Regions from separate parts of the Mus musculus genome. Here region 1 is linked to region 2. A link is a contact called in public promoter capture Hi-C data. All regions are on one chromosome and are shown on one strand. Each heading gives the region's core, a stretch centred on a gene start, on an enhancer-like site or on the middle of the called end of the contact. The rest is flanking DNA. Distances are from core to core; before and after follow the strand shown. Region 1 has its middle 26 kb from the start of Gm51656. Region 2 overlaps Tfdp2 (transcription factor Dp 2).

Evidence for each region. Promoter capture Hi-C pulls out the DNA fragments that hold promoters and counts their contacts.
Region 1: a contact with region 2 is called in a promoter capture Hi-C map of pre-B cells. The contact joins two enhancer-like sites. A contact is called at or near these places in 2 of 39 promoter capture datasets (the C10 cell line and pre-B cells), 1 of 115 datasets of contacts at active chromatin or transcription factors (memory CD8 T cells) and 1 of 9 other capture datasets (pancreatic islet).

The regions. Positions count from the first base shown.
Region 1 is chr9:96,436,900-96,439,599 of GRCm38.p6, forward strand. No RefSeq gene overlaps it. Among named protein-coding and RNA genes, the nearest start is that of Gm51656, 26 kb to the right of the region's middle. Within about 2 kb of position 1,297, at least 283 of the 459 cell types and tissues checked have an H3K27ac peak or open chromatin away from gene starts, as enhancers often do.
Region 2 is chr9:96,202,453-96,205,152 of GRCm38.p6, forward strand. The region is part of intron 2 of Tfdp2 (transcription factor Dp 2); the gene reads left to right. Among named protein-coding and RNA genes, the nearest start is that of Tfdp2, 7.5 kb to the left of the region's middle. Within about 2 kb of position 1,424, at least 7 of the 459 cell types and tissues checked have an H3K27ac peak or open chromatin away from gene starts, as enhancers often do.

The DNA of each region.
Region 1 (2,700 bases), core at 47-2,546, 230 kb after region 2:
CGGGAGGTATTTCCCTGAGGAGACTGGAGACAGAGGTGCATGCCAAACACCCACATTCCATCAGTCTCCAGCTGAAAAAATTAATTGCCTGCCCTTTATGCCATTTGTCTTCGGCATGTGAACTGCAGTCTCAGAGTGGGAGGGGAGGAGAGAACGGCAGGCAGCTTAGAGCGGGGGTTCAACCACGCTGATCTCTTGGCTGCTCCTTTAACTCCTGTGGTGACGGATCGGATCGGAGCATTAGTCTCTGGCATCAAAACAGTCTCTCGGTCCATGTGACCAGCACTGCCGTTGCCGCACTGTAAAGCCCACAAGAATCGGCAGCCCACAGACCCATCAGTGGAAGCTTTGTGTTTGCTTCGTGTGGGTTTGCTGGTGGCCTTTGGCATAGCCACACGTTCAACACCTGCTGGAGCAAAACAAACCATGCCCAGCATTGCTGTCGCATCTTGGCCTGTCCCTGTCCTGAGACTATGGATTAGGACACTGACAAGGTCTGCCCACTCCCTCACCGCTCACACCCGGGAGTACAAAGTCTCTGCGTTCATCATGCTCAGGGGATTGCTTAGACCCACCTGTCACTTACTGGTGACCTTGAAGGCGGACAGACCGGGATTCGGACCCCGATCCTCCAGGAACCTGACATCTATTGCCATTGCCTTGACCCATGGGATAAAGGTGGCACCAGTCCCAGTGTGGCCCTGCACAGCAGCGGGCTGTGACCTTGGCTGAGATAATAGCGGGGACAGGGCATCTCCATGGAACAAGGGTTCCTATCTTAACAGTTTTTAAGGCCTACGCTGCAGGTCCTTCAATGCCAAGGTCACGAGTCAACGGGTAGAAATCTCGACATCTCATCCCTTGATCTAGAGCAATGCCCTCGTGGGGCTCCTGGCTGGGGACAGGCAAGGCGGACAGCGTTGCCATCAAGCGGCAGGTCGAGCCAGAAGCTACCCTCAGCTCTTCACAAAGCAGATCCAGTCTGCGGCCGCAATCCAAACACCGAAGGGAATCAGAACGTACGTCTTTTGTTTGCCGTGGCAGGAGAACTGTTGAGCAGAGGAAAAAACAAGCTGAGCTTAGCGCTATCAGCTGCTTCCTGGGGCTCGCTCCTTCCTTCCTCCGAGGGGGGTCTGGCCGCTTTGTTCTCGTTCCCAGCTGCACTTCTGCGCCTTTAAGCAGTGGCCTCCGCAGACCTCAGAGGAATGTAGCCCTGGGACCCCAGGGGACTTGGCTCAGGGCTCCGCCCGATACGGCCCCAAGCTCTCAACCCGGGTGCTCCTGCCCTTGCTACGTATCGCTCTTTCTGCCAGCCACTTCCTGGCTTGGGGAACAGGGGGGTGAGCCTCCCCAGAGGGGCTTCCTGTTTTCTTTGACAATCCTGAGAGGACGTGGTTTCATAGAATCCCACGAAGAGTCCACAAAAGGGTGTCCGTAATACTACTTCGATTGTCTGGGGGGAGAATGTGTCTCTCCTGGCATCCGTTTGTCCTGGTTCAGTTCCTAGCTCTAGAGGTTTCTAGCCAGTCACACCCCCAGCCAGCTGCTCAACCCCTCTGAGGCTGAAGCTACCTAGGGAAGATTAAAGCGCCAACAGTGTCTTGGATGCCTTCCCAAATCTTGGCCCACGGGGGGCCCTCAACAGGTGTTAGCCAATTGTCACTATGCCTGGGTTTTGATTACTTCAGTGACACAAGAAAACCAAACAGAACCCTTTAAGACTGATTATGTTGAAGAAGAGGGTGTGGCATAGCCTAGCTAGGCAGCTGGGCTTTCACTCGAGAGCGTTCCTCAGTGTTTTCATGATCTGTGGATCAACACTGCCCCTCCCCTCTCTCCCTCCCTCCTCTCTAGTCCTCCACCCCACCCCCATCCCACGAGGATGTTACAGATTTCTGACTGTGCCTCTAATTCAGCTGAATAAAACTGAAGTGGGACCCCACGTGCTTGCATTTCCTGGCTGAGAGGAGGTAAGACAACTGTAGGTGCCCAGATTCAGCCCGAACATTAGGCAAACTGCATTCACTTAGCTCAGACCTGGAGGCTCACGGTCTCAGAGATGCAACTGCAGGGACCACTGGCCAAAAGAGCAGTGGGAACTGTGGCCATGGGGCTGTCATTGACTGCTTTTTCTTTTTGTTTGTCTTGAGACCTTGTTTCCGGTAGTCCAGACTTGCTTCAAATCTAAAAATGTAGCCAAGAATGAACTTGAACTTTGGTATTCCCGTCTTATTCCCTAAGAGCTGGGATCACAGGTGTGCCCACCATACCCAGTCTGGGAATAGAACCCAAGGCTTTGTGCATCCTAGACATCCACTCTTCCAATGACTCCTGCTTCCCTCTCTTTCTTTTTGAAACAGGAGCTCACTAAGTAGCCCAGGCTGGCCTGGAACTTGTAATTCTCCGGTCTCAGACTCCCAAATTGGGAGGGGGCTATACACTTATCACTTGAGCCCCCTCCCCTTTTCCTTCTTTCCTTTTTATGATTTTTTTTTGTTTTTGTTTTTGCTTTTGTTTTGTTTTGACAGGGTTTCTCTGTGTAGTCCTGGCTGTCTTGGAACATGCTCTGTAGACTAGCAGGCTGGCTTTGAACTCTAGAGATCCACCTGACTCTGCCTCCTGAGTGCTGGGATTAAAGGTGTGTGCCACCATATCCGGCTGCCCTGTTTCTTAATCATCTCATCAGCCTGACTAGACAGA
Region 2 (2,700 bases), core at 174-2,673:
CATACTTACATACAAAGAATGAATATTGTTCTTGGGTGAAGACCTTTTCTGAGTGTTTCGGTCTGTGTGTGTTCATGTGGACGTGCCCATGCAGGCACGGCACATGAATGTAGAAGCCAGAGGTGAGTGTCGTGTCTTCCTCAGTCATTTTTCAGTTTGTTTTTTGAGTCAGTCTCTCACTGAACCGGGAGCTCACTGACTTGACTTACTGTTCACCAAGCCCCGAGGCTGCCTTCCTGGTGCTGGGAGTGTGTGCGCCTGGCCCTTCCCTGTGGGTCTGAGGATCTGAATGCAGACCCCCATGTTTACATGGTAAGCACTTTACTGGCTGAGCTGTCTCACAGCTTTCAGTTTTTATTTCTATTACAGAAGGACAGAGGAATTTTTGGTGTGAATCTAGTCAGTAGATTCTTACAGCAGTAGGTATACATAGTAATGGTTCCTCCCTGACCGATTTCTGTTATATTGGTAGCCACTTGGATGAATTCATAATTAATCTGTATCTGTTTTGAATAACCAACCTATTTTTAGTGAAGTGCTTATGTGTAAAATCTGAAACCTTTTTTCTCCCTCCCTCCCTTCCTCCCTCCCTCCCTCCCTCCCTCCCTTTCTTCCTTCCTTCCTCCCTTTCTTCCTTCCTCCCTCCCTCCCTTCCTTCCTTCCTTCCTTCCTTCCTTCCTCCCTTTCTTCCTTCCTCCCTCCCTCCCTTCCTTCCTTCTTTCCTTCCTTCCTCCCTCCCTCCCTCCCTCACTTCCTTCCTTCCTCCTTTTCTTCCTTTCTCCCTTCCTCCCTTTTTCCCTCCCTTCCTTCCTTCCCTCCCTTCCCCCTCCCCCTCCTTCCCTCCTTCTTTCTCTTTTTCCTTTTTCCTCTATCTATCTTTCTTTCTTTCTTTCTTTCTTTCTTTCTTTCTTTCTTTCTTTCTTCCTCCCCTCCCCTCCCCTCTCCTCCCCTCCCCTCTCCTCCCCTCCCCTCCCCTCCCCTCCCCTCCCTCTTTCTTTTTTTCTGAGACAGGGTCTCATTATATAGCCTCAGCTGGCCTGGAACTTCCTATGTAGAACAGGCTGCCTCGAACTCACGGAGATCTGCCCACCTCATCCTCCTGAGTGCTAGGATTGTAGAGTAAATCACCGTGCTCAGTTCTAGTTTGTACGTTGCAATACCTACTGTCTCAGTTACTTTCTCTCTTTTTTTTATTGTTGTGATGAAATACCTGACAAAAGCAATTTAAGGAAGAAAAGGTTTGTTTTATGTTTAAGAAGATTTATTTTATTCTTTCTTCTGTCTATTATGTGCTTGTGTTTCTGCCATGTGATTGTGGATACCTGCAGAGGCCAGAAAGGAATGTCAGCTCTCCTGGAGCTGGAGTTATGGAAGTTATGAGCCACTTGATGTGGGTGCTAGGTGCTTACTGGAAGACTAGCAATCCTCTTAACCACTGAGACATTCTTGCAGCTCAGGGAGGGTTTATTCTGGCTTACTATTTGATCAGCAGTCTGTTATGGAGGAAAAGTCACTGCAGCAATAACTTGAAGCAGCTGGCCATGTCACAGCTGCCGTCAGGAAGTAGAGAGCTCGCTTTCTACCTTTTACGCAGCCTGGACCCCATCCCAGTGATGGTGCTGCTCACAGTTAGGATGGGCCTTCCTACCCCAGTTACCTTATCCAGAGAGGTCTTCAGAGACCTAGCCAGTGCCTTGTTTCTTTGGTATTCTAGGTCCTGTCAGTTCAGCACAGTCTTCACAGATGGTGAATCTTACTGGCGTTGGACAGCTCTCCAGTTAGGCACTCAGTCTTGTCTACTCTTATTCTCAGCTCTTGATTATCTTGTGTACATTTCTGTAGTTCTTTAAAAACACAGGAGATCTGGTGTCCAAAATGAGGAGAGTAGTAAGCCAAGTTTACTCTCAGGACTCTGCTGGGCCTAGTGGCCTTGATTCACCTTTTTGACTTGTTATGTTAGTATTGGATTACCTTAAATTGAATGAATTTTAAATCTTCCTAATATCTTTGCTCCTAGAGGTAAAACCATCTTAAAAATACTTGAAGTGGAGGCTGGAGAAGCACTTCGGTGGCTAAGAGCACTTGCTGCTTTTGTAGAGGGCCTGGGCCTGGGTTCAGTTCTCAGTACCAGCATGGTCGCTCACAACTGCCTGCAACTCTGGTCCCAGGGGACTTGACATCCTCTTCTAGCCTCCAAAGCAAAAGGCAACCACATGGTGTACATACGTACATATAAATGTACATACATCTATGCTGGCAAACACTCGAACGCGTAAATAACTCCTTTTTTTTTTAAGATTTATTTATTTTATGTATGTGAATACAGGCATCGGATTCCATTACAGATGGCTGTGAGCTACCCATGTGGTTTCTGGGAATTGAACTCAGGACCTCTGGAGGAGCAGTCAGTGCTCTTAACCCCTGAACCATCTTTCTAGCCCAGTAAATAACTCTTAAAAAGTGGTTAAGAGCACGTGTGCTCTTTCAGAAGACCAGGGTTCAAGTCTCAGCATCAATACAGTGGCTAACAACTTTAGTTAGGGGATTGGATGCCCTCTTCTGGCTCCACTTTTATTCTACACACACAGGCAAAACTCGAGTATACTTAAAAATAAGTAAATTATTTTAAATTAAAATACTTTGAGGCTAAAGAGATGGCTCAGTGGTTAAGAGCACTGACTGCTCTTTCAGAGGTCCTGA